Regions from separate parts of the Mus musculus genome. Here regions 2, 3, 4, 5, 6 and 7 are each linked to region 1. The links are chromatin contacts, called in public HiChIP or PLAC-seq and promoter capture Hi-C maps. All regions are on one chromosome and are shown on one strand. Each heading gives the region's core, a stretch centred on a gene start, on an enhancer-like site or on the middle of the called end of the contact. The rest is flanking DNA. Distances are from core to core; before and after follow the strand shown. Region 1 holds the start of Samm50 (SAMM50 sorting and assembly machinery component). Region 2 holds the start of Upk3a (uroplakin 3A). Region 3 holds the start of 5031439G07Rik (RIKEN cDNA 5031439G07 gene). Region 4 holds the start of Mcat (malonyl CoA:ACP acyltransferase (mitochondrial)). Region 5 holds the start of Phf21b (PHD finger protein 21B). Region 6 holds the start of Fam118a (family with sequence similarity 118, member A). Region 7 holds the start of Ttll12 (tubulin tyrosine ligase-like family, member 12).

What was found. Promoter capture Hi-C pulls out the DNA fragments that hold promoters and counts their contacts. HiChIP or PLAC-seq counts read pairs in DNA pulled down with a chosen protein or histone mark. Capture Hi-C pulls out chosen DNA fragments and counts their contacts.
Region 2: a contact with region 1 is called in a promoter capture Hi-C map of hippocampal neurons, with 2.0 times the contacts expected there. The contact joins the promoter of Upk3a here to the promoter of Samm50 in region 1. A contact is called at or near these places in 1 of 39 promoter capture datasets (hippocampal neurons) and 1 of 9 other capture datasets (liver).
Region 3: a promoter capture Hi-C map of pre-B cells shows a contact between it and region 1, with 2.5 times the contacts expected there. The contact joins the promoter of 5031439G07Rik here to the promoter of Samm50 in region 1. A contact is called at or near these places in 2 of 39 promoter capture datasets (the C10 cell line and pre-B cells), 2 of 484 Hi-C or Micro-C datasets (both in the G1E-ER4 cell line), 1 of 115 datasets of contacts at active chromatin or transcription factors (bone marrow-derived macrophages) and 2 of 9 other capture datasets (adipose tissue and pancreatic islet).
Region 4: a contact with region 1 is called in an H3K27ac HiChIP or PLAC-seq map of microglia, with 4 times the contacts expected there. The contact joins the promoter of Mcat here to the promoter of Samm50 in region 1. A contact is called at or near these places in 1 of 39 promoter capture datasets (trophoblast stem cells), 1 of 484 Hi-C or Micro-C datasets (muscle stem cells) and 2 of 115 datasets of contacts at active chromatin or transcription factors (extraembryonic endoderm stem cells and microglia).
Region 5: a contact with region 1 is called in a promoter capture Hi-C map of pre-B cells, with 5 times the contacts expected there. The contact joins the promoter of Phf21b here to the promoter of Samm50 in region 1. A contact is called at or near these places in 3 of 39 promoter capture datasets (hippocampal neurons, liver and pre-B cells), 2 of 484 Hi-C or Micro-C datasets (cerebral cortex and embryonic stem cells), 1 of 115 datasets of contacts at active chromatin or transcription factors (memory CD8 T cells) and 1 of 9 other capture datasets (liver).
Region 6: a contact with region 1 is called in a promoter capture Hi-C map of liver, with 2.8 times the contacts expected there. The contact joins the promoter of Fam118a here to the promoter of Samm50 in region 1. A contact is called at or near these places in 3 of 39 promoter capture datasets (the 3T3-L1 cell line, the C10 cell line and pre-B cells), 3 of 484 Hi-C or Micro-C datasets (the G1E-ER4 cell line and regulatory T cells), 2 of 115 datasets of contacts at active chromatin or transcription factors (effector CD8 T cells and memory CD8 T cells) and 2 of 9 other capture datasets (liver and pancreatic islet).
Region 7: a contact with region 1 is called in a promoter capture Hi-C map of 3T3-L1-derived adipocytes, with 4 times the contacts expected there. The contact joins the promoter of Ttll12 here to the promoter of Samm50 in region 1. A contact is called at or near these places in 9 of 39 promoter capture datasets (the 3T3-L1 cell line, 3T3-L1-derived adipocytes, HPC-7-derived erythroid cells and 4 more), 2 of 484 Hi-C or Micro-C datasets (both in the G1E-ER4 cell line) and 5 of 115 datasets of contacts at active chromatin or transcription factors (bone marrow-derived macrophages, embryonic forebrain, embryonic stem cells and 2 more).

Annotation. Positions count from the first base shown.
Region 1 is chr15:84,190,875-84,193,574 of GRCm38.p6, reverse strand. Samm50 (SAMM50 sorting and assembly machinery component) reads right to left here and starts at 1,335. Exons shown (of 15, transcript NM_178614.5): 1 at 1,191-1,335. The coding sequence starts at 1,211.
Region 2 is chr15:85,015,766-85,018,465 of GRCm38.p6, reverse strand. Upk3a (uroplakin 3A) reads right to left here and starts at 1,325. Exons shown (of 6, transcript NM_023478.2): 1 at 1,195-1,325; 2 at 285-440. The coding sequence starts at 1,246. Gm52194 (a long non-coding RNA gene) reads left to right here. Exons shown (of 3, transcript XR_003951558.1): 2 at 812-950; 3 at 1,154-1,322.
Region 3 is chr15:84,986,570-84,989,269 of GRCm38.p6, reverse strand. 5031439G07Rik (RIKEN cDNA 5031439G07 gene) reads left to right here and starts at 1,299. Exons shown (of 10, transcript NM_001033273.3): 1 at 1,299-1,661. The coding sequence starts at 1,598. Gm39558 (a long non-coding RNA gene) reads right to left here and starts at 1,235. Exons shown (of 4, transcript XR_875533.1): 1 at 1,138-1,235; 2 at 1-115.
Region 4 is chr15:83,554,373-83,557,072 of GRCm38.p6, reverse strand. It overlaps Mcat (malonyl CoA:ACP acyltransferase (mitochondrial)), which reads left to right and starts at 1,362. Exons shown (of 4, transcript NM_001030014.2): 1 at 1,362-1,802. The coding sequence starts at 1,386.
Region 5 is chr15:84,854,845-84,857,544 of GRCm38.p6, reverse strand. It overlaps Phf21b (PHD finger protein 21B), which reads left to right and starts at 1,416. Exons shown (of 13, transcript NM_001081166.2): 1 at 1,416-1,880. The coding sequence starts at 1,827.
Region 6 is chr15:85,035,621-85,038,320 of GRCm38.p6, reverse strand. It overlaps Fam118a (family with sequence similarity 118, member A), which reads right to left and starts at 1,259. Exons shown (of 9, transcript NM_133750.4): 1 at 1,077-1,259.
Region 7 is chr15:83,593,727-83,596,426 of GRCm38.p6, reverse strand. Ttll12 (tubulin tyrosine ligase-like family, member 12) reads left to right here and starts at 1,270. Exons shown (of 14, transcript NM_183017.2): 1 at 1,270-1,478. The coding sequence starts at 1,317. Gm52182 (a long non-coding RNA gene) reads right to left here. Exons shown (of 2, transcript XR_003951515.1): 2 at 981-2,090.

The sequences.
Region 1 (2,700 bases), core at 86-2,585:
CCTGTTTACCAATGGGGATTCTCTCACTACGTAGTGTTTGTTTTGTTTTGTTTTTAGACAGGGCCTCACTATATAGCTCTCGCTGGCCTAAAATTCACTGCATAGACAGGGCTGGACTTGAACTCACAACAAATTCACTGTATCTGCCTCCTGGGTGCTGAGATTAAGGGTGTGTAGTGCCATGCCTAGCTACTGGATCTATAAGCCCAGCTACTCAAAGGTATGAAGGATTCCAAATTCAAGGCCAGCCTGGACTACAGACTGAGCTCCAGGCTGGCCCTGACAGCCTAGTGAAGGAAAATAGTTGAAGAGATCTATGGATATAGCTCAGTGAGTGCTTGCCCGAGATACTGACACATGCTCGTCAGAAGCTTAGACAAGACTACTAATATGAGGCTAGCCTGGGCTACAAAGCCAAAGTCAGAAATAGGGATGGAGGAGATGCTGAGACAGCACAAGGGTCTTCTATAGTTTGCTCTGCCCATTTATGGGGAGGGAGCTCATTCTGCCCAATTCCAGGTTGCCAACTCAATGAAAGCCAACTCAAAAGTGAGGACAGATCGGCAGGCACAGGCACTCGCCCCTTAGGGCCTAATCACCAGAGTTCCATTCCCCAGTTTCCACACCACAAAGTAGGAGAAAACTGACTCCAGCTGTTGTCTTCTGACCTCCACATGCATGCACACACACACACACACACACACACACCCCTTTTTAAGCAATAGTGCTGGGTTGGAGCGATGGGTTCAGCAGGTACTGCTCTTGCAGAGGACCAGAGTGGTTCCTGACACCTATAAGGAGGCTCACAACTCTCTGGAACTACAGTTTCAGGGGATCAATTGCCCCCTTCTGGCCTCCACGGGCTATGCACACAAAGTGCGCGCGCACACACACACACACACACACACACACGCGCGCGCGCGCACACACTGGTGCACATAATAGTAACTGGAAACTGTAAAACAAGGCTGCAAAATAACTTGTTGTGTCTTGTCTTCTGACAAACCCTTCTTCCAAGCCTTGGTGCTGTAAGGTCACCTGGGGAAATTCCGCTGAATGACCTTGGGCAAGTCACCACTGCCCTCCCGACCGCGACAGACAGCCTCCGGCCCAAAGCAGCTCCCACACCCTCGCTGCCGCCCTTGCCCCAGGCGCGCGTGTCCCGCCCAGCCGCCGCGGGGGCCTCTCACCCGGGCGTGCACTGTCCCCATGGCTCCCTCTCCGGCTGCTGCCCCAAGGCGGTGCCCGCGCCCAACCAAACTCAGCTACAAACACAAGAGGCTCGGCTACAGGTCACGGAAGCTGCGTGCCGAGCGCCGCCATGTTGTACCACCTAGGGTCCGCCCCCTGACTCAAGACCCTCCGCTCATTGGTCCGTATGAGAGAGTGACCCGGATGTTCACAAGAACGCCAGGAAGCCCAGTGCAAGCGTGGAGCGTTCAGTGACGCCCAGAAAGCTGCGGTTATGGGCAGAGCTGGTCCCGTGAAAAGGCAACGGAGCTGAGCTCCTCGTTGTATGGGGGCTTACCCCGGTCTAGTCCTTGGAGCCTCAGTTCCACTTCTAAGGTGTGAGCAGAAGGGCGCAAGGAAGACAGAGTGTGTGCTCCGGGAACCGACGGGTCCAGTAAAAAGGGTCTGGGCTGAGGATGGGGTGGAGGCGTCTTTAAAGAGAGTTCGGTATGTAAAGATACTTGCCTCCAAGCCTGACAGCTTGGTTCAATCCTGCAGACCCACATGGTGTTAGGAGCGAACAGACTCTCAGAAGTGAATAAATTTCGCCTTCCCAGACTCCTCAGAAATGTGTATGACATTTAATTTATGTATTTACTTATTTATGAGACAGGGTTTCTCTGTGTAGCCCTGGCTGTCCTGGAACTCACTCTGTAGACCAGGCTGGCCTCGAACTCAGAAATCCGCCTGCCTGTCTCCCAAGTGCTAGGATTAAAGGCGTGCGCCACCACTGCCTGGCGACATTATATTTCATTTAAAGGTTTTTCCTGTGTAGGCCCGAGTGTCCTGGAACTTGCTCTGTAGACCAGGCTGGCCTCGAACTCACTGAGCTCCATCTGCCCCTGGCCTCCAAGTGCTGGAATTAAAGGTGCATGGACCACCACCACCCACATTCATATTTTTAAAAAATACTTATTTATTTATTATATGTAAGTACACTGTAGCTGTCTTCAGACACTCCAGAAGAGAGCATCAGATTTCGTTACGGATGGTTGTAAGCCACCATGTGGTTGCTGGGATTTGAACTCAGGACCTTTGGAAGAGCAGTTGACACGCTTAACCGTTCAGCCATCTCACCAGCCCCAGATTCATATTTTTTAAAAGATGAATGGAGCTCTCTTGAGTGTTCAGGTGAGGACGGTTACATAAACAAAAAAGACAGCTGTGCGTTTGTGTTTTGGTAGCAGAAACAGTTACTGTGCCTCAAAAGAATAATGTAATAAAAGCCACTGGTAGCTCTGAACTGCAGTTTACTAAAGATAGAGTGGGGTTCCTGTCCTCTGACCTGCAGTCAACCTGACACCACTGCACTTGACCACTGAAGCCTAGCTTCCTTTTCCATCCCCTCCTTCCGGGACACTCCTGACCTTTTTCTCGTTAAGCATCTGCAAAGATGGGGCCCATGTTCCCGTGAATCTGAGCCTGACACCATGCAGGGATTCATGAATAATTGCTATGTTCCTATCCTAA
Region 2 (2,700 bases), core at 76-2,575, 820 kb before region 1:
CCTACTCTACCATAATACCCTGCATGCTGCTTGCAGACAGTGGCTCTAAAGTGGGCAAGGCAGCTGGTGCTAGGCTGGTGCTGGGAAACTGGTGTGGCTCCCTCCCACCAGCCTGGTAAAGGGCAGGTCTGGGGCCACAACCACAATGGTGTCAGTGTGTGTGAGAGCAGTGATAAGTGAAGGCATCCTGGACCTTCATAGACATGCAATATCCCACCCCCCACTTTCCCCCTCTTCCCCGTAGACTGTCAAGTGGCGCTTTTGGAGGGAAGCGGGTCCCTTACCTGAGTCGACCATAGCATAGAGGTAAACCTCGTAAGAGCCGCTGAGTGGCTCTGAGCTATCAAACATGCACAGAGGCTTCTCCAAGGCCACGGTGGTGAGGGTAGGGTTGTTGGTGGCAAAGGTCACACTGGCCAGTTGGGGCTGGAGGTTCACAGCTGGGGAAGGCAATGAGGGTAGGAGCTGACCTCTGGGCCCTTGCTGCAGGTCCAGTACTGGGTTTGGTCCTCCCAATGGGTCATCCCATGAACTTTTCTCCTGTTCCCTGTGCCCACCTTGCTGGTCATTCTGGGCAGACACATCCCTACCCCACCTCAGTCAGACAGCTGCTGCCCTCTAGCTGTCTCCATAAGGTCTCTCTGCCTCCACCCCTCACTCTCTTCACTTGAACGGTCTACCCTAACAAGCAAGCCTCATCCGTTTTCCTTTCTCTCAGACCCTTTGTGGCTCCCCCACTGGCTTCCCTCATAGTCTCTGAGGAAAGACAGTGAGGTCCCGAAGTTCACAGCTTTTTCATGTCTACTCTCAGCTTCAACCCCTGCAGGCTTCTCCTCACTATCTGCCCGGGCCATAAGGATCAACAAGCCAATGCCAGGATGGAACATCCCTCCCACTCCAAGAACTTGCCGTTCTACCTCCCCTCAGTTCAGGGGTCACCACAGGACTGGGTGAGTCTGCTCTCTGCAGCCCCTGTGTGGTGTTCCCTAGCAACAACCATCACAGAATTGAGGCCAGCCCAAGGGTGGGCGCTGGGATTCCCATCAGTTTCTATTACTACAGCTGCTAACATCTGTGTCCCTAATGCAGGCGCCTATTCCTGAACCCCCTAAATGAGATTCCTAGTGCCACTCAGTGTCTCCACTCCCCTCAGGCCTCCCTGGACACGCCCTGGAGGTCTTCTCCCCGGCTTACTCCAGCCACACCGCAGGCATCCGAGAGCCAGCAGGGCCCAGAGCAGGAGCATCGCCCGAGATGAGCCTTCGCGATGCACTCTGCCTGAGAACGCGCACCTGCTCCCTGCAGCTCCGCTCACCTGTCACCAGCAAGGGCATGCCCCGCCCCTCTCAAACGGACCAATCCGAAGCCTCCCCTTGAGATATTTGCATACAGTCCGGTCCTGGGCTCCTCCCGCCCAGAGCAACTAAAGCTCTGATCCTTCTCTTGGTCTTCTGCAAAGCTCCTAAGGTGTGCAGAAACTAAGCTGAGGTTTTCACAGTGTTGTCAGAGATAACGCAATCTCTGGAACCTCAATTTCTATACTGCAAAGTAGAGATGCTAATCCCATAAGCATCTTTGGGACCTCAACTTCTATACCGCAAAGACGCTAATTCTCATAAGCATGAGCCCATACTATGTGCCAGATACTGATAAAATTAACAGTCATGGAAAAATGAAGTCCTGGATAGTGACTCTTTCTGTTCACAGGCCGTACAAGACAGAGGCCCAAGGAGGTAAGGAAGGGGCAGGAACCTCCTCCTGAGAGGCAACGGGCAATAGTGATGCTGGGCTGGAGTGCAGCTCAGTGGTAGATGCTTGCTTGGTCCAAGTAAGACCCTGGGTTCCCTCAGCAAAACCAAGGGGGAGGGGCGGAAGAGAAGAAAACCTGCTCCTTTGTGCTGTACCTCTTCAGTTGAGGGCTCCTTCAAGATGAAACTGAACAATACCCAGCCACTGCTCTTTGACATGGATCTCGAATGCAAACATCACTGGTCCTATGAGAAACACACAGACCTAGAAATAGGGATGATGCCCTGGGTATGCTCTGGGTGAAGAGTGGAAGGGTTGTGGGCCCCCAATCAGTGGTGGGAACAACAAACAAGGTTTTCCCATGAAACAAAGTGTCTTGACCCACAGCAGAACACCCTGCTGTTGAGTAAGGGGCATTCCTGTTATGACCAACGCGAATGGGGGAAGGGAATTGTGTGTTCACAGATACTTTGTGGAAAGATGTCAATCTGAATGTTCACGACTTGATTACTGAGAGAGAGAGAGAGAGAGAGGGAGAGAGGGAGAGAGAGAGGGAGGCTATTTTTAGATTGACAGATACTACGGTGCTTCTGCTACTGGGGACCAAAAGAGCTAGCAAAACTGTGCCAACTTTTGATCTCGCTCAAGAAGATGGTGCCTGTGAACATGCTGTCAGGAAGCCCTTAAATGCACCCAAGACTCCATGTCTTGTCACTCCATGTGTCCTGCAACACAAACGCCGCCAACGTATTTCGCCGAAGAAACGACAGGCTAAAGAAAACAAGGGGGAGGCTGCAGACTGCAGAATATGCCAAGAGAACGAAGGAAGCCAAAGGAAAAAAAATGCCAGGAACAGATCGCCAAAAGATGTAGGCTGTCCTCGCTGAGAGCATCTGCTTCTAAGTCTCAGCCCAGTCAAATGTACATCTTTATCAGTAACAGATAAATGAT
Region 3 (2,700 bases), core at 50-2,549, 800 kb before region 1:
TGTGGTCCCACCCCACCTTCCTTAGAGACAATCTTCCTCAGCAGGCCTCTCTCCAGTCTCCATCACACAGCCTGCATTTATTGGGCGCTGGGAATACAGTTGTCAGAAGCCAGGCCTGAGGAATACACAGTGTCTTAGTTAGAGCTGCCATGGTGCAATGTCACAGACGGGAGGCTTAAACCATTCTGAGGACTGGGAAGCCCAAGGGAAAGGGGCTGGTTTTCTGAGACGCCTCCTACAGCTATGCAGTGTGATGTCAGGGGAGTGGTAAGGATGCTGTGCCTAGGAATAATAGAACAGGAGGCAGGCAAGATATAGTTTGTTTGTTTTTGAGGAAATGTATTGGAGGACACTGGGATCCAAAGGAGACAGGAGACTAGGAGAAGGGTATCCCAGACAGGGTGAAGAAGAGTCGGGGCAGACAGAACTTTATGCTTAGCATGATTGTGAGAATTTGACACTGGAAATGTAACTGGCTGAGACCAGCAGTGCATGGTCACCTACCCTGGTCCTGGGAAAGGACCACCGAGTGAGTTCAGAACGTGGCTTCTGGCGGCTGCTCCCTGCATCTTCCTCTTTTAGCACAGGGATGGATGCCCAGCTGGACCTTGGCCTTTAATTAGGATCACATGCAAGCTGATCTGATCCACCTCTGGCCTCTAGTCAGCACAGGAGCTAAGACAGGAAGCAACTCTCTGACCCCTTTTCCTAAGTGTTCAGCAGAGGAAACTGAGGCGTCCCAGGAGACCTCCGAAAGGAGGTGGTAACTTCTTGTTGAGTTTTGTGAAGCAAGTTTTTAGCAGAACCTACTTGGAAGGTTCAGACAGAAATAAGCAGAGCTGGTGTGCTGGAGGCTTCAGGGAATGCACAGGGCGGTGACAAAGCGCAAAATCAGTGAGGCGCAGAGGGGGCGGCTCAGAGGCGTGACTCTACTGGAGGGGGGGCGGGGGGCGGGAGAAAGTGGACTCAGGGTTGGGGAACACGGGCAGCAGGGAAGGTCAGCAGGCCAAGGAAGGTGTGGGAATGAGATGACGAGAACGTCACGCGACAGGTTGGAGCGAGGACGCGATGGGCTTTTGAAGTTGGCAGCAGCTGGTCGCAAGGAAGTAGGCGGGGCCAGGACCAGGGACGACTCACCGCCTTGCCCAGAGATCTGGGCGGAGTTTTAGGAGTATGAGGCAGGGCCTTTGCGTGTCGGGGGCGGGGAAAGGGCGGGTTTGGGGGCGGGCCCGCGTCGGGGGTGGGGCCTGGGCGGTGTCGAGCGCGCGCGGGCGGGCGGTGGCGGAGCTGAGGATCGCAGTGCTCCGCTGTGCTCCGAGGTCGGCGGTGGCGACGGCGGCGGCGGCGACGCACACAAAAGCGGATTGTGGCTTCACTGGTGCTCGCGGCGGGCGGCAGCGGGGCACGGGCGGCGGGGCGTGTCGGTGGCCCCCGCGGGCGCGGCGCGGGCGATGAGCCGGGGCCCGGCATGGCCTCCGCGCGGCCGCCGGGCAGGGCCTGTGCCTCGGCGTCCGCGCCCGCGGGGCTCCGGGCTGGGCCGGCCGCCTCCCGGGAGTCCGTGGACAGCAGCGAAGCGGAGGAGCGCTCGTTGCAGCACATGCTGCGCGCCATAGCCGAGGAGCGCGGACGCCTTAGCCTGCGCCGTGAGGTCTGCGGCCTGGGTGAGTGACGGGGACGGGCGCGCGCGTGAGTGTCCGCGCGAGTCCACCTCCGCTAGTCCCCCTGTGCTCCTTGCCCTCCGTGCATCCCCACCGCCCTGGGCTCTGTCTTTCGGGACCCCAAGTCTCAGTGTCTTTTTGGTACCACAGAACCCCGATCCTTGTGTCTCCGCGTCCCTATCTTCCTCTGACCGCCAGGATATCTGTCCCAGCTCCTTCTTCCTCTTCGTGGTTCCTTAACTCTTCTTCCTTCTCCTGGAAGATCTGGGGGCCCCACTGCTGCTGCAGGGAGTGTGGGCGTGAGATTTTGGGAGGCCCTTGAGTTCAGAGTTCAAGGCAGTGTGCCCTGACCACATTCCCCAGCCCACATGGAAGACCGCGGCTCTTGATTGCTGTAGCCTTTGTCTTTCTGCACCTAAAGGTCCTCTTGTCCATTAGCTCTACAAGGGACCTGTTGGGCCTCTGCCCCTTGACCCACCTACTTAGCACTGGAATCAGGGATTTGCTACAGCCTCTCCGGGTGTGATTCTGGTCTAAGGAGTCATTCAGCTGCTGGGTGGGGTGGGGGTGTCTCATTGTTTGAAAGGGCCTGGGAGGTGTGGGTGGGGTCGTCTTGGATGTGAGGTAATGCATAACTGATACATTTGCCCAGAACCATGTGGCAGAAACCCCCTCCCCTATAATCTTGGGCTTGTCATTTTCTCTAAAAAAAAAAAAAAAGACCCCTCCCTTCTTCATGTAAGGAATGACTTCATTCTATGTTGTGTCCCCTCACCCCCACCTCCCTGTCAGGGCTTGAGTTCTCTTTGAGGGAAGTAACAGCCTTCTAGATCCTGTCAGTGCTCCAAAGTGGAAGTGTACCCTGGTACCCTGGTAGGACCACAGTAGCAGAGGGAGAGGGTAACACCTGGAACTCAGGGTCCCTTGGTAGGCCACGCCCGGGAGGCTCTGTGAAAAGCAGAAGTGAATTTCAATTCTTTTTTTTTTTTTTTTTTTGAAGGAGACTTTTTTAGCACCTGGCCTTCTTAGGCAGCAGGGTCTA
Region 4 (2,700 bases), core at 113-2,612, 640 kb after region 1:
CAGAAAACGAGGCCAGGGAAATCGCCATGTAGACAGGGAGGCAAAGATGGGGGAGCAGAAAGAGAAAGAGGAAACATTCTGAACAAAGAGGGAATGCAAAGACGGAGAGAGCTGGGGTGGCTGTAACACACCTGGCACAGCTGGCTAAGGCCGGTAATGAGGTAAGCAGTTGCTAGGTCCCTGAGTGAAGGCCAGTGGAACTGCCTGTATACTAACAGAGTTAGGGCTAGGGCACCCGGGTTTGGATACAGAAGAGTTAGTTATCTGCAAGCCATGAAACAGATTCTTTCCAGACACTGAATCTGCAAGTGCTGAGCTTGATCTTGGACTTTTCAGCCTCAAGAACTCTGACATATAATTTCGATTATTAAGCCCTTAAGTCTATGGCATTGGTATGCCAGCCAGAGCAAACTGAGACATACCTCCAAATAGATCTTCTCATTGTAAAGGCTGTGGTGAGTATTGAGGTGGGGGCGGGGATGGATTTCCTGGGCACCTTAGCAGAGACTGGCAGGAAATGAGAACAGATCAGAGTTCTGGAAAAGGGGTGCAGGGCTCAGGTAAGGATCAGTGTGACCCAGACTCACAATAGCTCTCAGAGACTGCATAAGCACAACTTCCAGTGCCATTCTGTGACTAACCATATAGTACACAATCTTTACGACGTTTGTCTCCTTGTTTGTAAACTGAGGATTTATTTATTTATTGAGACAGAGCTTCTCTGAGTGTGTGTGTGTATGTTTGTTTGAGTGTGTGTGTGTATGTGTTTGTTTGTTTGTTTGTTGAGATAGGGTTTCTCTGAGTAGCCCTGGCTGTCCTGGAACTGCTCTGTGGACGATGCTGGCCTCGAACTCAGATCCGCCTGCCTCTGCCTTCAAAATGCTGGAATTAAAGGTGCGCCACTACCACTCGGCTATAAACTGTGGAATTTAAAAAGCGAATCTGACTTGTACTTGGTTCCACCGCACGGAGATTTACTAGCTTCCTATTATGATTTGGACACCTCGCTGTGCTTTGTAGGCAACAAGAACTATTTGCTTAGTACGGTTGGCAGAATCATGGGCAAAACCAAGCCAACCACAGCACTTTCACGGTCTACTGGACGGTGGTGCACAATTTAGTACGTAGATACCTATTGAAGGCTCACTATGGAAGCTATCTGCGGTTCCTGGTTGGAGATGTTTAAGGAAACGCACGGACCACTCCAGGACCGACATGCAACTGCAAATAGTTTGAGAGCTGGTAAAGATGAGTAGGTAACATAGGAACGTTTTTTTACTGGCTGCCTAGATGACCCGACAGGAAATACAGGAAGGACCGCCCCGCTGCGCAGCCGCAGTGCGTCTCAGCCGCAGCGATAACGACCACCGGCTCTGCGCGTCGCAATGAGCGCTCGGGTAGCTCGGGCCGGGTGGGCCTGGCGCTCCTGGGGCCGCCGCGCCGCCTCGAGCCTCCGGGAGCCGCCGCCGGACGCCGTGGACGTGGCGGAGCTGCTGCGGGACTCCAGCGTGGCCGAGGAGGGAGCCCAGGAGGCGGTGGCGCGGCGGCGGCCACCTTCACAGTGCTCCGTGTTGCTCTTCCCCGGCCAGGGCTGCCAGGCGGTCGGCATGGGCAGCGGCCTGCTCCACCTCCCGCGTGTGCGGCAGCTCTACGAGGCCGCGCACCGGGTACTGGGCTACGATCTGCTGGAGCTGTGCCTGCGGGGGCCCCAGGAGGACCTGGACCGCACAGTGCATTGCCAGCCCGCCGTCTTTGTGGCTTCACTGGCCGCCGTGGAGAAGCTACATCATCTGCAGCCGGCGGTGAGCCGAGGAGCGAGCGCCGGACCCCGCCTTCTGGGTCTCAGGGTTCCTCAGTCTGGTTCTTATTGGTCCCCAATCTGGTCCTCGTTGATAGTATTCTAGACGCACTGCACAAAATGAGGATCCCTGCTCCAGGGGAGTTTGCATCTTAGACGACACAGACACTTCACACTTAATGCACCGAGTTAACATATCACATTAAAGATGAATGCGTTGGGCTAGAGGATCTTGGTTCGGTTCCTAGCACTCATGTGGTAGGTTCACAACCATCCATAACTCCAGTTCCATGGGATCTGATGCTATTTTATGGCCTCTGCGGGTATCAGGTATGTGCACCATGTGCACAAAACATATAAACAGGCAAAACATTCAAACACATAAATTGCTTTATTTTGGTTTTTTTCTAGACAAGGTTTTTCTGTGTAACAGCCCTGTATATCTTGAACTCGCTTTGTACACCATACTGGCCTCAAACTCGCGGAGATCCTTTTGCCTCTGCCTACCAAGTGCTGAGACCAAAGGCATGTGCCACCACACCTGGCCACACACATAAATTTTTTAAAAAGGATTTATTTATTTATTTAATGTATGTGAGTACACTGTAGCTGTACAGATGGTTGTGAGCCTTCATATGGTTGTTGAAAATTGAATTTAGGACCTCTGCTGGCTCCAGTTGGCCCTGCTCGCTCTGGCCCAAGGATCTATTTATTATTATAAATAAGTACACTGTAGCTGTCTTCAGACACACCAGAAGAGGGTGTCAGATCTCATTAATGGTGGTTGTGAGCCACCATGTGGTTGCTGGAATTTGACCTCAGGGCCTTCAGAAGAACAGTCAGTGCTCTTACCTGCTGAGCCATCTCACCAGCCCCCACATAATTTTTTTTTTTTTTTTAAT
Region 5 (2,700 bases), core at 167-2,666, 660 kb before region 1:
AAAGTCTACCCTGTTGATGAAAGGACCACATGGCCAGAAAGATAACCCTGAGTTTTTGCCAAAAGCCAATGACATTTACAGAAATCACAGGAGGGAGTCTCTTGGCCAGCACATGCCCCTCCTGGTCCTCCAAACACCAGTCTTCACCTAGGCTGCTGTCCTCCCCAGCAAAAGACATGAGTGGAGCTTTGAGCATGGCTCCTGTAACAGAGGCTTGCCTAGTATGCTCCAGCCCCTGGATCCTCTGCACCTCTAACTACAAAATGGGGGGGGGGGTTGAAAGAAAAAATGGGGAGTGGGAGACATTGTCTTGACTTGAGTCTAACCCAGAAGTGGGAGGAACCAGTTTAGTCAGCCAGTTAGATCGTTGTCATCTTTGTCGACTGTGACCAATACTGTATATGGCTCTAACAACACTGGTGTTCTGGTGTGTGTGTGTGTGTGTGTGTGTGAGAGAGAGAGAGAGAGAGAGAGAGAGATTTCTCCTGAGGGGTAAAGGAAATATGTAGACTGTTGGCATCCATTGAAGAGACATTTCTGACTGGTGTGCCTGAGTTTTCTTTTCTTTCCTTCCTTCCTCCTTTTCTTGTGACCCACGGAAAGAGTTAGTTATGAGTCTCTATCAATTCACGGTTACTCTGACACAGAGGCCCCCCTTTCCCTGGCCTCTTTGAAACACACTAGTGTGCTAGCGCCCAGCAGGGCACAAAGCCCCGACATTAATTGATGAGGACAGGAAACTCCGCCGCAGTAATCTCTGAGACGTTGACCCCGGCCCCGGGACTGGGAATTCTGAAATGTCATCTCCGCAGCTGTAGTTATGATTGCTTTATGTCACACTGACCTGTCGTGTTTACGATTTTTAACAACTGTCTGGAAAAAAAAAAGTCTAGGGACATCTGTTGAGAGTTTAATTGTGAGTGTAAAAAAAATCATTAAAGGACCAATCAAGAGATCAGTTTTCATACTATTTAAATACCACAGCGGCCATTAGGCGCTGGGACTCCGGCGACAGGACTGATTTAGTTCCCCAGTCTCAGTGCTAGGCGCTGCGGGAGAGGACCGGGTGATTTAAATAAAACCGGAGAGCGAGGCGAGAAGGGGAAGCGGAGGAGGGAGGAGGTGCAAGAAGCAGGAGGGTGGCATCTCAGTTTGCTGCGGGAATTGTCGCTCCGGGAGTGGGACTGTGAAAGCATTCCCTGCTCCCCGTGCTCTCGGCTGCGCACCGAGGAGATCGCTCGGGCGCCCAGATCTCAGAGCCGCGACTTTGCGCTCCGCTCAGCCGCCACTTTTGTTTCCTGAGCCTGGTCGCTGGGCCGAACGCAATGCGCACGCGCGGGCCGGGCGGGGCGGGGCGGGGCGGGCAGCGGGTTCCCGGCACCGCCTCCTGCCGCCCCGGCCCGCTCCATCCGGGCACTGCCGAATTAGCATCGTGCCGAGGCACAACTTTGCCGCGGCCCCAGCGAGATCCAGGCGCGCGCGCCGGAGGAAATATAGTCCCTGCCGGCGGTCAGCTGGCGCGGGCGGCGACAGGGCGCGCGCTGGGGGGCTGCGCGGGGCTCCCGGCGCCTGGGGGCCATGCGCCGGGCGGCGCAGGCAGCCCGGGCACCCGGCGCAACTTAGCGGCAGCCGGAAGAGTTGGGCGCCAGCTCGCCTTTCTTCCCTCTCGTCAGCCTCCTTTCCTATCGGCGCTGCAGGAGGGAACTCGTGTCTCTCTGTGCCCGGGACACCGGATCCGAGCTCTCCCGGTCTGGTTCCCGCCGAGCCGCACAACTTCCTGCGAGCTCCGGCCAAAGTGAGCGCAAAGTGCTGCCCAAGTTGCGGCGATGGAGCTGCAAAGCCGGTCCGAGGCGCTCGCGGTGGAACTCGCGCGCCACCAGGTAGGTAGTCCCGGATACTGGACCGGGGAGCCTTAGTGGCCCGGGGAGTGGAGGCGAGAGGGATCGAAGCTCCGTATCTAACTCTTGGTCTCAGGGGTGCTGGAAGCAGGCCCCTTCCTGGAACATGTCCCGGGGCTGGGATGGAACCCTTAGTTCTCCCTCTCCCCCTCGCTTCCGTGCGATCCAGCACTGTTTGCAGATCCAGGGTTCGTGGGACCCCAGCGTGGCGTCTTCTCTGCCACTGCCCCGTTTGCACAACTCGGGCGACCGGAAAGGGGACCCTCCTAGAGCTGCCCAGGGAACAGGGTGCATGGACCGGCCAGCTCCTAGCCTCCTGCTCCGGGCCCAGCCCGGCACCGACCCTCACTGTTAGCAAAAGTAGTTTGGCGATTGTGACTCCGGCGAGAGGCGGCCGGTGCCCGAGTGATATTGCGGCGTGCGCGTGTGTGTGTTGGGGAGATTAGGACGCGACTTGAATATTTATGAGCTTTGCTCGACACGGACTCGCCGTGTTTACTTGGCTCTTTGTTCGTCCCCCCTCCCCCGGCACACACTCTTACACTCACTCGCACCCGCACCCCGGCCTGCAAACTTGCACGGCTCGGGGCGCGCCGCCGGGTGGCCTCGGCCCCCGCCCCGCCCCGGGAGCTGCCCCAATGAGGCGGCAGCCACAGGTAAGCTGCTTCGCGCGACATTGCACGGTGGCCCGTGTGAGGAAAGCGGTCCCGGAAAGTTGGGGCGCGTTGGGGTCGGCTTGGTCCGCCAGGCAGTGGGTGGTGGGGATGCGGGGCTCGGGGCTCGCCTGCTCGCCCCCCCCCCC
Region 6 (2,700 bases), core at 10-2,509, 840 kb before region 1:
TCTGCCTCCAGCACCCAGCACTGGGCCGCAGAGGGTATCCACTCCCTCTTTAAAAATGCCTGGCCCTTGCCTTTCACAATCATCAGGCCATGTTCTTTCTTGGGGCTTTACCTCAGGGTACCAGACTGCCGGTGTAGCAAGCAAGTCAAGGACTGTTTATCAATGACAATAGCCCGAGGAAAGGATAATCCTTGTTCTAGAGATTTCCAGGACTGAAAATGATAAGATGTGTACCATTTGGCCCCAAACCTCCACCTCAGGGAAGACAGCCACCCTTAAATCAGGATCCCAGAAAGATGGACCTTTAGTTTACCTTCGTCCCATCAATTAGACCACTGTAATCAAGCTTTACTTTCCTGGACTGGTTTTGGTGGGCTGTGTGTGGTAACAGAAACTACCACACATTGAGGGCACAATCTAAAAGAGCTTTGACTGCCCAACTCCCGTTACTCCCAGCGCTGCCATTCTCCACAATGAGTCGGTCCCACACCAGCCTCCACTGCACGGTGAAAACAAACGCACATGCGAAGCCCCACATCCCACCTCCTCTTTGGTTATGCGTGGTCCTCTGTTGACCTATCAGATGGTGCTACTTTTATCCCTATTTACAATTCACAAACCTCAAGAACACTCTAGTAGAAGCTGAAAAGCTCTGTGGACCTCAAGATAGAGAGCAGGAGGCAGGAGATCCTAGGAAGGAAGGTCTCTAGGGATAGGTGGGTCTGAAGGCCTCTCCACCCAAGAAAGGATGGGAGTCTATGGGCCTGGAGACCCGAAGCTTTGGAGTTGGACCAGAGGGGATCTGTTGGACTTCTGGAGAAGATATAACGGTCTCGGGCCCTGAAGCCGCCGAGGTCTGTGTGCTGAGTCTGAGGGAAATCTGGAGGATGGTGAGGTTTTCTAGGTGTGGAAGGTAATCAGGTCCACAGGTGGCCGCGGACCCAGGCAGCCCAGGGGATGTCGGAGGCAGGGTCCCCAGCGCATCAGAGGGCACTAGGGTCCTGGGCACCCTAGGCGGGTTTTGAGGGCTGGGGAGACGCGAGGCGCTGGCACCCAGCCCCGACCCGCCGCCTCACCTGCCGTGCCACGGAGACACCAGTGTCGCTCGCGCTCTCGCCGCCTCCCACCCGGGTCGCGCCCCTTCGGCTGGGTGGAGCCGCCGGGCGCTGCGCCGGATGGCGCTGCGCGTGCACCACGCCGAGCCTGCCCAGCCGAATCCGCAGCGCTCTCTCAAGGCCTTCCCCCCGCGCGCGCGCACTGCCCGCGCGAACGTTCCGCCCTGAAATCAACGGCCCCGCGGCAACGGGAAGCCCCGCCCGAAGGGGCGTGGCCACGACGCGTCCCGCCCCCAAGAGAAGCTACGATTGGACCCACGGACTGTGCTGTCGTGTCCACGATGAGCCTGGTCTTAAGAGACTGAATGTCTCGCGGCCAGTCTTCCCAGCGCTGTTTTGTCTTCAGTTTCCCCATCTGCACGCCTGGACAGCCCCGCGGAAACGCAGAAGGCGTTGAGCTCGGCCGGAACCACCCTTGGGCAACCACTTCCAGCCGGGCTCACTCCATCTACCTCAAGCCACAGGCTGTACAGCCTGTGCCCTTCCCCAGCCTAGCATGCTTCACGTCCTCCCCGCAGTGACCGACTCCCTTACCACGTGTCAGAGTAGGCGTCTGGCCCTTCCGATGTGCCTCTTGGACACGTCTAGCTTGGGCTTAGATCCAGGGACTAATGAGCATATGTACCCAGGTTCAGCACCTGTTAATCGGGTGAACTCAGTGCCCACCCCGAACGTTCGAGAGTACACGTGGGTGGGCTCTGCGCTGGAGCACTCAGCATGAGGACCTTTAAAAGTCAATGACACCTCTCCTTTCTCTAAATAAGGCTGGGATGGATCAAAGCCTATTTCCTCTTCCTCATCTTCCCAGGTCGGCCTGCCCAGGCAAGTTATTTGGACTTCCTCTACCTCTGGCTCCTTTTTTTCTACATGGGTTTGCTGTAAGCATCCCTTCAGCCCCATAAGAAAAATGCATGTGTAATAAAACCTGGGTTTTTGTTCTTTTCTTTTTGAGACAGGGTTTTATGTGGCTTTGGCTGTCCTAGAACTAGCGCTGTAGAACAGGCTGGCCTCAAGCTCACAGAGTTCCACCTACTCTGTGGGTGTAAGGTATACAAAATCACTACCTGGCCAGCTTGAAATTTGTGGCACCAGAGCCCAGAACAGTGGTTTGAACACCTGAGTCTGGGTACCTACTAAGTAGCTGGCCTTTGAGAAAATGTTTTTTTCAGTCCTCAGGACATCTCCCATGAGGATGGCACCCCATTTACTGCAATTAACAGCAGGAGAGGAGGAAGCCCAGAGAAGTTGTATTGGCAATACCAACCATGCATTGGCTTCAAAGGTCTGGGCTTCCCACTACTAGACTGAACAATTTACATGTGATGCAATTTAGTTCACAAGCTCCTGCTTCCATAAAGGGTCCTAAGACTTGAACCTGTGACACTGGAGAAGTTCCCGGGTTACAGGAAGGAAGTTGTTCAAGGAGACTGTAGGCTAGGAGCTGAGGAGTTAGAACCCACAGCACACCACCCACACACTGGATGCCCTCCAAGATCCAGTGTGGCAGAGCCTCAGTAATCCCAACTCTCCATCTAAGGTCAACACAGATCGGAAGTCTCTGCCCATTCAGCCAAGCAGCTTTACA
Region 7 (2,700 bases), core at 21-2,520, 600 kb after region 1:
TATTCAAACCATCACATACATCTATTGAAAAAAATTTTAAACTACCCTCTATCTCATCTCCATCTAGCAAATTATATGATGAAATGATCCATGCAGTCATTGATTGATTGTTGAGGGCTTGTGGGTATATGAGTCCATGCATACAGGGAGGGAGTGTGCCATGTGCAAGTGGAGGCTAAAAGAAGATATTGGGTATCCTCATCTGCCTTTCTCTGCTTAATTTCTTGAGACAGAGTCTTTCTCTGAATTTAGGGCTCTCTTTTCCTCGATAGACAGGAAGCAAGAAAGCGGCTGGAGGTGGTAACTTATGCCTTTAATCCCAACACTTGGGAGGCAGAGGCAAGCTGATCTCTGCACTTGTGGAATAACCCTTTTGATGGCACACCAAGTTATCACAACCTTTGAATTCAACAAGGCATTCCAAGGACTGAGAAGGCTCCTCCAATCCCTAGAAAGATCTGTCCACCTTTGAGATATAACTAGGATCCCCACACGCTGGTGTCTCCCAATGCTTGACAGGTGGAGGGAGGAAGGGTTCAAGGCCAGCCTTCGAAACAAAGTGAGTTTCTTGGTCAGATTAGTCTGAGCTGAATGTGACCCTGTGGCAATATGATGATGATAACCAAGCCCTAGCAAATGGCTCAGTGGTAAAGCATTTGCCATGCAATCTTAATGACTTGCGTTTGATAAAAATGGAAAGAGAACAGACTCTACAATGTTTTGTTCTTTGCTTTCCACAAGTGCGCTGTGACACACACACAAACACACACACACACACACACACCAAAACAAAATAAAACAAAACAAGTCTGGGAAAATGGCTTAGTAGTTAACTGCTCTTGCAGATGACCCGGTTTGGATCCCAGCACCCCATGTGTAATTCCAGTTCCAAGGGACCTGACGCAGTCTCCTAACCTTCATGAGCCATATATGCACTTACATACACACTCATACACGTAAAATAAAAGCACTCACACACGTAAAATAAAAAAATAAAAATTTTAAACTAAAATTAAAAAAAAAATTCAGGCGAAACAAGATTGCAACCAGCGCAAGGGGGAGCACCTTCTGCCTCTTCCCGACCCCCTCCCCATCTCAGCTTCACCGGCTCCTTGAGGACAATCTCTCCTGATTCTGACTCTCTGGGGCTTCTAAGCAGCGTTCCCAGAATCCCTCGCGGCAGTCCTGGGATGAATGGAGAAGACACGCCCCCAGCGCGCGTGCGCACTCTTGGAACCTCGCAACCCAGGACGCAGGCGCGTGCGCGCCGTCCGCTTAAATCCTGCGGTGGGCGGCGCCGTGCTCTTCCGAGCACTATGGAGATCCAGTCCGGGCCGCAGCCTGGCAGTCCCGGCCGCGCCGAGAGGCTGAACGCGCGGCTGCTGGACGAGTTCGTGTCGCTGCACGGCCCTACGCTGCGCGCCTCGGGAGTCCCAGAGCGACTATGGGGCCGCCTTCTGCACAAGCTGGAGCACGAGGTACGAGATGGCACGGGCTGCGGGCAGGCTATGCGGTCGAGTGGGGAGCACAGCTCAGCAGCTCTGAAGGGGAGCCACTTATAAGTTCAGGAGCAGGATGTACCTGGGAGTCAGAAGGGTACAGGCCGAGAGATGCGCCTGTGCCGCCATCCTGCAGGGTTATGGGCCCGCCGAGGATGCGCAGGGACCTGCAAACCGGCATGCGCTTGGCTCGCAGCATCCCAACGCCTCGGTTGATATATTAAGAGTAGAACTCGCGACTCCACTTACGGATGAGGAAACTGAGGCTCCGGCGGATGCAGGAGCTCCTGTTAGATTCAAGCTACACCGGCATCATTTCAGTCAGCTCTGTGCAGCTCTGCTTAGTCCGTAGAACTCTGTGGAGTTGTTTCCCACGGCGTGAGTAGCAGGTCTCCCTTTGTACACTAAAGAGAATGGAGGCCCTGAGACATGGAGACGACGCTAAGAGAGGGTTTAGAAGGTCTCCCCCATCTTTTGAGAGAATGGCTCCATCCTTCACCTGAGCTAGGCTTCCACGGGGTGCCCGGCTTCTTCCGTCGGAGAACAGGGTTTGGGTGATGAAGACAGCAGCTGCTAGGCTGGGCGGAGGGTCTTTTGCGAAGCAAGAGCTTGGTTTTTCACAGGACACCACCTCCTATCTGAGACCCACTAAGCCTTCAGGTGACTGGGAGAGTCCAAAAGCTAGGATTCCCCGGTGCCTCTCAATGGGGTAGGCTTACCCTCTTTGATCTAGTTCCACACTGTGTATGGGCCAGATATTTCCTGGTTAAGCCTATACGTAGGGCTGTACTGCAGCTCACTATAGCATGCTGGCGGTTGGGAGGCGCCTCAATCCTTAGCCCTGTGGGACAGTAAAAGAGGAGGAGCCAGCCTTGTGCTAGTGTTACATTGTTGATGGTCCTGGGCAATACCGTGAGGTTATAACTGGCCGTCAGCCCCAGGGCAAGCAGCTGTAGTGACCGGTTTGGTAGGTGGAGTATTAAGTGATTTCTCTACTTCAGTCTGATTATCAGATATTACTACATCATTGGTCGAGGCTCATCTGTCAGTGGCACCTCCTTACAGAGGGTTACTTACTCCCTGTCACTAAGTTCTCTGCTCACGTGGTGTTGGGCCCTCCTCCGCACTGCTACTTTCTGCAGACTTGCCTTGATCTCAGGCCAGTGCTGAGGTAGAACTGGACCCCCATTTATTAGTGACG